2 separate regions of the Ovis aries genome follow, and region 1 is linked to region 2. A link is a contact called in public Hi-C data. All regions are on one chromosome and are shown on one strand. Each heading gives the region's core, a stretch centred on a gene start, on an enhancer-like site or on the middle of the called end of the contact. The rest is flanking DNA. Distances are from core to core; before and after follow the strand shown.

What was found. Hi-C and Micro-C count contacts between places; a contact is called where the count stands out from the background.
Region 1: a contact with region 2 is called in a Hi-C map of muscle, with 3 times the contacts expected there. The contact joins the enhancer-like site here to the promoter of UBALD2 in region 2. A contact is called at or near these places in 7 of 16 Hi-C or Micro-C datasets (blood, hypothalamus, liver and 1 more).

The regions. Positions count from the first base shown.
Region 1 is chr11:54,850,403-54,855,450 of ARS-UI_Ramb_v3.0, forward strand. All of the region lies in intron 2 of RNF157 (ring finger protein 157), which reads left to right. Among named protein-coding and RNA genes, the nearest start is that of FOXJ1, 35 kb to the right of the region's middle. Within about 2 kb of position 3,564, at least 4 of the 54 cell types and tissues checked have an H3K27ac peak or open chromatin away from gene starts, as enhancers often do. A contact at or near this core is called in muscle, where this site is marked.
Region 2 is chr11:54,787,774-54,792,922 of ARS-UI_Ramb_v3.0, forward strand. It overlaps UBALD2 (UBA like domain containing 2), which reads right to left and starts at 2,324. Exons shown (of 3, transcript XM_027974119.3): 1 at 2,039-2,324; 2 at 1,615-1,677. The coding sequence starts at 2,158.

The sequences.
Region 1 (5,048 bases), core at 2,314-4,813, 64 kb after region 2:
TAGGACTACACCAGTGTTTCCATTAATGTCTTTTTTTTAAGTTCCAGATTACCTTTGGCTGTTATGTCTCCTTTATCTCGTCCAATCTTTACAGTTTCTGTTTTTCCTTGTTTTTCACAACTGTGACAATTTTGAGATGTATAGTTAGATATTTTGTAGATCTCCCATCAGTTTGGGTTTTCTGAGGTTTTCTTGTGATTAGATTAGAATTATGGTTTTGGAGGAAGAATACCACAGAGGTAAGTGCCCTTCTTACTGCATCAAATCAGAGGCACATAATAGTTCATGCGACTCCCAGTGATGGCAACCTTGATCACTTAGTCAAGGTGGGTGTCTGTCAGGCTTACCCACTATAAATCTTTCCTTTTCCATAATTTATTTGTTTAGAAGCTAGTTACTAAATCCTCTTGCTGAACTTTTGACTTCCCACTTAATCCTCGGGCTCTGCTTTCTTGGAAGATTATTAACTAGTGCTTAAAGAATCTTTGTATTAATTGACTAGGCTGAGAATTATAAACCTAGGAGCCAGACTAACCATGCTAAGATTTATGGCTGTGTATTGCTTCTTGGAAAATTATTAGCTGTTGCACCATTTTTGCCTTGCACTATGTTTAAACATGGAACTTGGCTATTTTTAGTCTCAGAAAGCTTATGGTTAATGCTAGGACACCTTCTTTTACTTGATGAACTGGAATCACCTCTGACAAGCCCAGAAAGATGATCAGAAGCCCAGGGTCTTAATAGCATGCAGGAAATCAGTAAAAAGCATAAGAGACAGAGAGAAGTGGTTGCTGAGAAAATGGGAAGGAAAATTGGAAGGGCTGAAGAATGCGGTTCAACGAGTGGAAATTTACAAGGATGAATGAGAGGTGACAGGTAACAGATGGAGAGACACAGAGATCTCAGATAGGAGGTCAAAGAAAGGTTAAGGATGGAACACAGGATGAGAGAGAAGCCTGTGATGTGAATCAGCCTTGAGGCTGGACTCTGGACTTGATATATTATAAATTATATAATATATATATATATAAATAATATAAATTATATAATATATATAAATTGTATATATATTATAAATATGTCCTGAGATTTACCATCTAGGATATAAGATTTATACTTCTAGCTCTAGATTTCATTGTGGACAGACTTTAAGTGACCTTAGGCCTCAATATCAGAGAAGGCAATGGCACCCCACTCCAGTACTCTTGCCTGGAAAAGCCCATGGACGGAGGAGCCTGGTGGGCTGCAGTCCATGGGGTTGCTAAGAGTCGGACACGACCGAGAGACTTCACTTTCACTTTTCACTTTCATGTATTGGAGAAGGAAATGGCAACCCACTCCAGTATTCTTGCTTGGAGAATCCCAGGGACAGTGGAGCCTGGTGGGCTGCCGTCTGTGGGGTCACACAGAGTCGGACACGACTAAAGCGACCTAGCAGCAGCAGCAGCAGGCTTCAATACAATGTATCTAATATATAAACCAGAGAAAGTAGTTCAGTTGATTTACATAGCCTTGGCTAATCACTGTTATTAAGGAGTGACTGAAGAATAATCAGAGCTCTCAAAACTTCTAGAGGCTTAGCAAGACAAAATGAAGCAGATGGTGCCTTGTTAAATTAGCTACAAATTACAGATCTTAATATTAACAATTTAGAAATGAAAACTATCAGACATATGCTATAGGCTTTTATTTTATGCTGTTTTGTTCTAATTATATGGGATTTCCATATCTCATGAGTGACTAAACAAAATAAAATCTCATTAGAGTTTTTGAGTCACTAATGGCCTTCTTCCTAAGCCTGAGGCTGTATCTGCAAATATGTAGTTTAGCCAAGATAACAGACCTCACCTGGGCTTAGAATTCTGTATTTGATTGACTTGGTGGTGATTTAGTCACTAAGTCGTATCTGACTCTTGCGACCCCATGGACTGTAGTCCGTCAGGCTCCTCTGTCCATGGGATTCTCCAGGCAAGAATACTGGAGTGGGTTGCCATTTCCTTCTCCAGAGGATATTCCCAATCCAGGGATCGAACCCGGACTCCTGCATTGCAAGCAGAATCTTTACCGACTAAGCTACCAGGGAATTGGCTTAGAAATCTGTATAAACTTAACTGTTTCTGTATTTCATACTGTTATTCTTTTACTGGAGCCGAGATTCCTTTTTTTTCCCAAGATTTTTAAAAATGTGGACCATTCTTTTCAAAGTCTTTTGAATTGGTTGCAGTATTGCTTCTGTTTCATTGTTTTGGTTTTTTAGCCACGAGGCATGTGGGATAGCTTCCTGACAAGGGATCAAACCCCCACCTCCTGCATTGGAAGGCCAAGTCTTAACTGCTGGACCACCAGGGAAGTCCCTGAAAAGCTGGGATTTCTAACACAGCAGACTTCAGATGTGATCAAGCCCATTCAGGGTGGTATGGCCGTACACAATAGCCAACCTCAGAGCATATTTCCCTTCTAGCAATTTGAGAGATGGAGACTTGAAACTTGTAATTGATCTTGAATCTTACATAGGTAGTTTACAGTCAGTATACTTCAGGAAGGGCACAGGTGGGCAGCTTGGAGTTTTTCAACTTGAACATCAACTTAGTTTTTAGTTTAGGTTTTTAAATATTTATTTACTTGTCTGTACCAGGTCTTGGTTGCAGCACACGGGATCTTCTGTCTTCATTGCAGCGTGTGGGATATAATTCCCTGACCAGGTATTGAACCCAGGCCCCCCGCATTGGGAGTGGGGAGTCTTAGCCACTGGACCACCAGGGAAGTCCCAGTTTTTAGTTTTTGAAATATAGACTGGGGAAGACTTTAGTCCACTTGGCCTCCTTAATAATTGGCCTGTTGAAAATGCCTCTGTGTTTAAAAAAAAAAAAAAGACTGGAAAACTAAACTTGGTGGCATTAGAACATTCATATTAAAAAATAAAAAACATTCATATGCTTCTTTGGGGAAAAAATATATTGTATATTTTAAAATGCCTATTTTGGCTGATGCTGGTGCTTATCTTTCTGGGCACATTCTTTACATACAGGATTAGACATCTTGAAATCTCTTATTTAAAAGTGAATTCTTGTTTGTGGGCTAGGTTACCAGTCTCCTGACTAGATGAAATCTGAAAGTCAGGCATCTATAATAGAATGCTCTGACGATTAGTCATTATTTACCAACTTAACTGGAGGGAAAAGATAACGGTGTCTGCTTTACTAAAAGCCCCTTTTTTCCCTTTTAATGCTCCTTAAAATTAACTGGTGTCAGGCAGAACCCTCTGTATCTAGAAGTCAGGAACCAGAAGTCAAGTAGGTTTCACTTGTGATCAAAACCACGCATTTGATATCAGAGTATACAGAACCCATTGCCTGGTCTGAGTACTCCTGAGCAATGTGACCCAAATCATAATAGAGGAAGAAAATGGGTCTGTGATGGTTGTTAATGGAGACCTGGGCGATTTTGTGATGGGTGCTTTTCTCTGCAGTGAATCTTTCATCACCTGTTAAGAGAGAACTGGGTTATTGGGCATACCCATAGTAGGGCTTAAGTATTTTGGAAAGGTCAACCTTAGAGGCAGTATCATGTAGCCAGGACATTGGTCCTGTGTGCCCCTGGCCAGGGGGCCTGGCGGAAGAGTTAACAGATTATAAATAGACTGCCATCTTGGATGGATTCCTTTGGTAACCAGACCTGAACACAGAGCATCTTTGAGTAAAGGTCATCTTGTGACCCCCTCTTGGTGTCTCCCTCACATCTTCAATTTGAGTGGAAAGGATGTCTTCTCACATCTTGTCAGCTTTGTGGTTACCAGTCTTTCTACACAAGTGATTGATTCCCCACGAGGATTGGATGGAAAATTAATGTAAAGGGGTTTTACTGCTGTAAATATAGCTCATTGACGTTCTGGTGGACAGCAGGCACAATACAGCCTGTCCCAGGGCTGCAGCTGGTTAAATAGGGAAATTTGTATTCATTTCACAGCTTTCAACCAGAGTAAACTGTTCTCCCCAACACAGATCTTAAGAAAATGTTCTGAAATATCACCAGTCTAAAAATATCCACTGGTAAAGTTTTGGACACACTGTGTAACTGAGAAGAGGGGAAGTAGAGAAGGCTGAGAAAATAACCAAACATCAAATAAAAAGGAACTGAAATTTAAATAGAAAAGTCCTAAAATCTATAAAAGCAAGCACTTATGTAAAAGAGTGCTGTAAATGAGCTATTCATATGATCCCAGATGTTGATTTCCATATTGACTATTATTTGATTCTCTGACACAAGTGTTACGTGTCTGCTATGTATACAATCAGTACTTTTCTATTTTCATCATAGTTTGTCCAAAAATAATCTCCTTTCTCTTCAGAAGCAGATTTTTGGCATTCGGGGCTTTTTGCTTCGTAAGTGAAAAAACTGCGTTAGCTTGTATTCCTTTGTTTTTCTTCTGTGTCCCTCTCCCTTCTTTCCTATTAAGTTTCCTTTCAGGGAATGTGTATTGCAGGATTGTTCGTAAGAGTGAAAACCGGAGATAGAGCAGGTGTTCCATCAATAAAAGATTAGTGAATACATGATGGGCTGAGATAGACTTCTCTAGAAAGGAACCAGGGCTCCTTGGAGACATGATAGGTTCGAGGAAGGGGACAGAAAAACAGAAGGTGAACCTGGAGTATCATTCTATGCCAGAAAGTAAGCAAGTGTTTCAACAAGTGATTGGAGCGGGGGGGTGGGGGGGACCCCCCTGGTGGTCCTATGGTTAAGAATCCGCTTGCCAATGGAGGGGATTCAGGTCTGGGAACTAAGATCCCACATGCCACAGGGCAACTAAGCCCGTGCACCAAAACTCCTAGGCGCCGCAACGAAGACACAGCGCAGCCAAAAATAATAGGCAGTTTTTTAAAAGTGGTGGGGACAAGTCTGAAGGACCCAGGAGCCACTGAGTGATCTCCTGCAGACCATATCCAGGCTTCTCTGTGGGTATGTGGTCAGGCCCAAAGTTAATGGCAAATGTTAGCAAATTGTGTACCTTTAAAAATCCTTTTTATTGAAATTAATTATTCATTTTTATG
Region 2 (5,149 bases), core at 1,074-3,573:
AAAAATGACCAGCTCCAAGAGGGCAGGGATGGTGTTCGTTCAGGTGCTGGTGAGGTACTCAATACATGGTACACTCATGGGAGACAACGATCAAAACCAGCAACAGGCCTCAAGGGAAGCTTCAAAAGGATTACAAACCCTGGGGATTTGCAGGGAAAGAGTAACAGAACCTAAAAGGATCACCAGTCCCGGCTCTCACAGGCGAGCCTCTCTGTTGAAGGCAGCCCAGAGCCGCTGAGCCGGAAGCCTGGGCCTTTTGAAATGACCAGTTGATGGAACAAACCTTGAGGCCCCCTTTGAGAGGACACGGAGGCAGCTTCCCCTCAGTCAGGTGCAGGTGGAGGCCCCCATGGAGATGAACCCCTCTTGGTTTTACCAAGAGCCTGGCTTCAACTGCCAATCCTGCCGCCAGCATAATTCTCATCATACTCCAGGGCAGTTTTGTTTTTTGATTTATACACAACAGGCCATTCCAAGAGAAAAGCTGGTTAAAGGGGTCAAAACAGACCCCCCACCACCACTTGTCCTTTGTAACTAGATGAATACATGGCATCAAGAACAAGACACAGCAGAGGAGCTCCTGGCAGCTTCTCCAGGCAAACGGCCACTCTGAGAAGGGAGCTGTGGGCAAGTACACTGAGCGTGAGAAATGGCAAAAAATACACTGCAGAAGCCGCAATAGATCCGGAGTGTGTTTTACGATCCCGATCGGGGGGCCCTCCTCCCCAGCAGGGCAAACTGGTAACTAGAGGGGGAGGAGGAGGCAGTCAAACCTCTGAAGTGAAGGGATGTCCTGTGCCCAGTGGAGAGCAGGATGCCTTATGGCCAGGAGGGCAAAGGCCCAGGCCTGGGGCCAACTTGGAAAAGAGAAGAAAGCAAATCCAGGCCTGAACCACTTCTGTTTCCTGTGCTTTATACGCCTTCACCTATAGAGATTAAACGCATTCTTGGCTTATCTAGTCAAAAACCTGTAAGTCTTTCAGGCGGCTCAGGGTTAGGTCTTTTCCCATGAACAGGAAAGAGTGGACCTAACTACCTGGGAAGAGCCCAGCTCCCAGGCCAGAATGGACTTGTCCCTTTCCTGTTCCCCGTAGAGCTGGGCTGTTTGGAAGAAGGGGGGGTTGCTGCCACTCAAGAGCAAGAAATGGTGCTCCATAAACAGACACCCCCAGGTCCCAGTCCCCGTGGGGTTGGGGGGGGGGCCCATCGCTCCCGCCCTCCGTTTCCCCCTCCCGGGATATCTACTTATCCTCCGAGCCCCCTCCCCATACCTGCCTCCTGGCTACTCCTCCAGCCACCCTCCTGGCCCCTGGCCTAGGAAGATCGCCGGGGCACAAGGCCTCAGGTCGAGCCATAGTGGCCCCGGAGACCTGACCGCAAAGTTGGGCGAGCCGGCCGGCCCCGGGAGCCGCTCTTTCCTGGAAGACATTTTGGCTCTTTGTTTACAACGCGGCGCGGCGCTCCCCGGCAACATGGCTGTCACCGCCGGCGCCTGACAGCGGCCCCCGGCCCGCGCGCTCGGCCGCTCCGGTGCGCTGCGCCCCCGGCCGCCCCGGGTGCGCCGCGGTAGCGGCGAGGCCGGCCCTCCCGCCCGCCGCGCCCGGCCACACTTACCATCTGGTGGTGGTGGTGGCCGTTGGGAATGTTGGTTTCTTGGAAAAACGTGCTCAGGGCGGTCTGCGGACAAACACAGCGGCATGGTGGCGGTTAACGGGGGTCGAAGCCCACCCGCCCCACCGGCCGGGACCCTCCGCGGTGTCCGTGGCGCTGCGCTCCCGGGCCTCCGGGTCCGACCCTTTGGCCCGCAGACACACGTCGCTCGGAGGGGGCGTCCCCCAGGCCCCGCGAGGGTCCCAGGCGGCAGGGCCCCACGCCCCACGCGGGCGCCGATCGCCGGACCAGGCGATATACATAGAGCTTCCCTGCCCCCTCTCCCTCCGCGACGCGCGGCCGGGCGCCCCGGCCTGCACCCCGACCCCAGCGCCGGTGGCCAGCGAGCGGGACTGCCCGGGAGCGCTGGTTCTCGGCCCACACGCACCTCGAACTGCCAGTGGGCCGCCTGCAGCAGCTGCTTCGCCTGGTCGGCCGCGCAGCCCGCGGCCAGCACGAACTGGTTGATCATGACCTGGTGCCGCAGCTCATCCATGTTCACCGACATGGCTCCGACCGGCGAGCACTCCCGGGCTCGGCGGCCGCGGGAGGCCGGCTGCCCTCCGCTCGCGCTCGCCGCCGCCGCCCGCGGCCTCCGGACCCTCGGCCGCCGCGCCGCCCGCCTGGCGAGTGTTGTTGTCCGACTCGCGCTGCCGGCCGACACCACAAACAACAGCGCGGGGCGGGGCCGCGTGTCCCAACGTTCGGGGGCCGAGAGCCGCCGCCGCTGATTGGCCCGCTCCGCTCGGCCGGGGCCCGGTTCCCGTGCGGACGTTCGATTCGAATCCTGCGGCCTGCGGGCCCGCACTGTTTCTCTTTTTGCCTGGCCGCGCCCATTGGCGGACGTCGGCGCTGTGGGGCTCCCGGGCATTGGCCAGACGCTGTGTTTTGGCTCGCCTGGGCTCCTGATTGGCCCCGACCCGGCGTTTGGGGCGGAGCCGCGCCATCTGATTGGTCTCCCGTGAGTCTGTTTGAACTCAACTTGAAAACCTTGAGTGCCAGCTGATTGGCTGAGGCTCCTCTATTTGCTGTTGTAGTCTTGGGGGGTGGTGCGGCCAAGTTCATTCATTACTTCATTGAAACTGAACATGCTCAGCTGGAAAAGCAAGACAGAGTGGCTTTGACTCACTTCCTCTGAAAGATGTGGTCATCTCGAGAAACACAGTGATCAAAATAGGAAACAGAGTCTTTGAAGCTGCTCAACTCTCAAAATTGTTTATTTTTTTAAACTTTCAAGCCGCTCTACTTTTTTTTTTTTTTGGCTTTTTATTGAAGTATAATGTAATCTCTTCATGTCTCCTTCTACTCCAACACACCCCAAAAGCCCAACAGCCTTTCCCTACGTTTTTAGGCCAAAAACTTGGCTTTCTGAAGATGTAAACTAATGTTAATGTACATTAAATATAATGGAAAGGAGAAAATGAGACTGTCTCAGACACCAATATTGAAAACTAAAAAAAAAAAAAAAGTTTTTCCATAAATTAATTGACCTAACTGAAACTTTAATTTGTTTCTATACAGGTACTGGCTCTCAACTCTAGACATTTAAAAACAAAGTTTATTTATATACACTGAGCTTCCATCTTCTGAATTAGATATAACCTTCAAGTTTTGTGTTTGGGCATTGTCAGGATGGGGAAAGAACTAGGAGTTTAAGCAGATTGAAGACAGGCCAGAGAGTTTAGAAAGGTAAATAAACATTGCTAGGAATTCACTGTGAGAATTTCTGTTTCTCAAAAACTTTGTAAGTTCTGGATCTAAAATATCAATCAAAGAGAACATTATAATTAATTAAGAGTCTTCAGAACAGGAGGCTAAAAGAAAGGAAGCCATGGTTCTATCTATTTTGACTTTGCCTGAAGTGGATTTAACTCTCCATCTAAGAAAACCTAACCATATTAAAGAAAAAAAAAAAAGAATATAAATAAAGAAAAAGTTACACCCAATGTTTATGTACTGACGAAAAACAGCTTCGGGCACTATCATGAGTTTGTCCCATTTAGTTAGTCCCTTTGTTTGTTTGTTTTGAAGGAGCAGGAGTCAGCTTTTTGCCTGCCCAGGCCCATTTCTGTTGCCCTTAGCTACCTCCAAGTTTGCACGGGCTGAGACCTGGAGTGTGGCTGAAGAGTCAAGTACAGCTTGCAGCCCTTCCCTTCCAGTAATTGCAAGGTGAAAACAAAAGTGAGCAGCCAGCATTTGCCATTTGCCAGGGAGCCTGGGCCACAAGCAGCCTCAGAACAAGGAAGTACTGTCACTGTGCGGCTCTAGTTTTCACAAGTACATACAGGTGTCCAGCATGCCAGGGCCATGAGTAGTAGGATTGAACTGGGCAGAGGCATTTCAGGCTACAGGAACCCTTATGACTGTTTGTTTGTTTTGACTATGCCTTGCAGCATGTGGGACCTTAGTTCCCCAACCAGGGATCAAACCTGTGCCCCTTGCAGTGGAAACGCGGAGTCTTAACCACTGGACCACCAGGGAAGTTCCAGGAGCCCTTTTGTTTTGTTTTGTTCAGTAGCTAAGTTGTGTCAGACTCTTTGTGACCCTATGGACTGTAGCCCTCTAGGTTCTTTTGTCCATGGGATTTTCCAGGCTAGAATGCTGGAATGGTTGCCCTTTCCAGGAAGACAAAGGTCCTGAAAACACCAAAATTGCCAAAGCTATTTTCTCTTGGATATCAATGCGGTCTGTTCTGAAGCTTTCTTTAATGTTTACCATTTACAGGGGACAGCTATAGACACCCAGGAGAGGCATGGAAGACCAGGCCCCCGAGCCATTCTGGTTATCTGCTGTGGACATAAAGTCAACTTGGGCATAGAGAGCAACAGAATTCTGCCTCTGATTTGTAGCTGTGAGTAGTGGAAATGTTTAATCAATACTTTGGCTTCTGAGAATCTGTTTGGCAATGAATAGGAGTAGGGCTTTCCCTTCTCAGGCTGGGAAACAGGAGTGCCCCCCTCCTGGGAGCACAGGGAAAATGAATGAGGTCATGTTTGTAGAGGGCTTTGAGCTGTTGGGATGAAAGCAGCTCCCCAAGTGCAAGGTGTTATTAACTGAAGGTATTATTATTTTCATCTGAGAGGACAATGTGCAGCAGGCAAAACAGAGCAATAAAAACATGCCCATTAATAACGAATAAAGCACAGTAGTAGTCTCAGAAGGAACAAAATCCTTGTTACACCAATGGTCTAGGCTACAGAAAGAGCCACGATACAACTAGGAGAAACAGTCTTAGCCAGTATTTCCTCGGGGGCGGGGGAGGTGGGACGGGGTCCAGATAACAAGGATGTTGGGAATGCAAGTCACTGAGTTGGTGGAGAGACAGGCAACAATAAATAGCTGGATCGTCACAGTTGCAATTAACCAAGCATTTCTGGCGACCCAGGCATCTTTTGAAGAGTTTACTGTCGTTTAGTTGCTCAGTGGCGTGCAGCATTTTGAGACCCAGTGGACTAGCCCACCATATTCCTCAATCCATGGAATTTCCCAGGCAAGAATA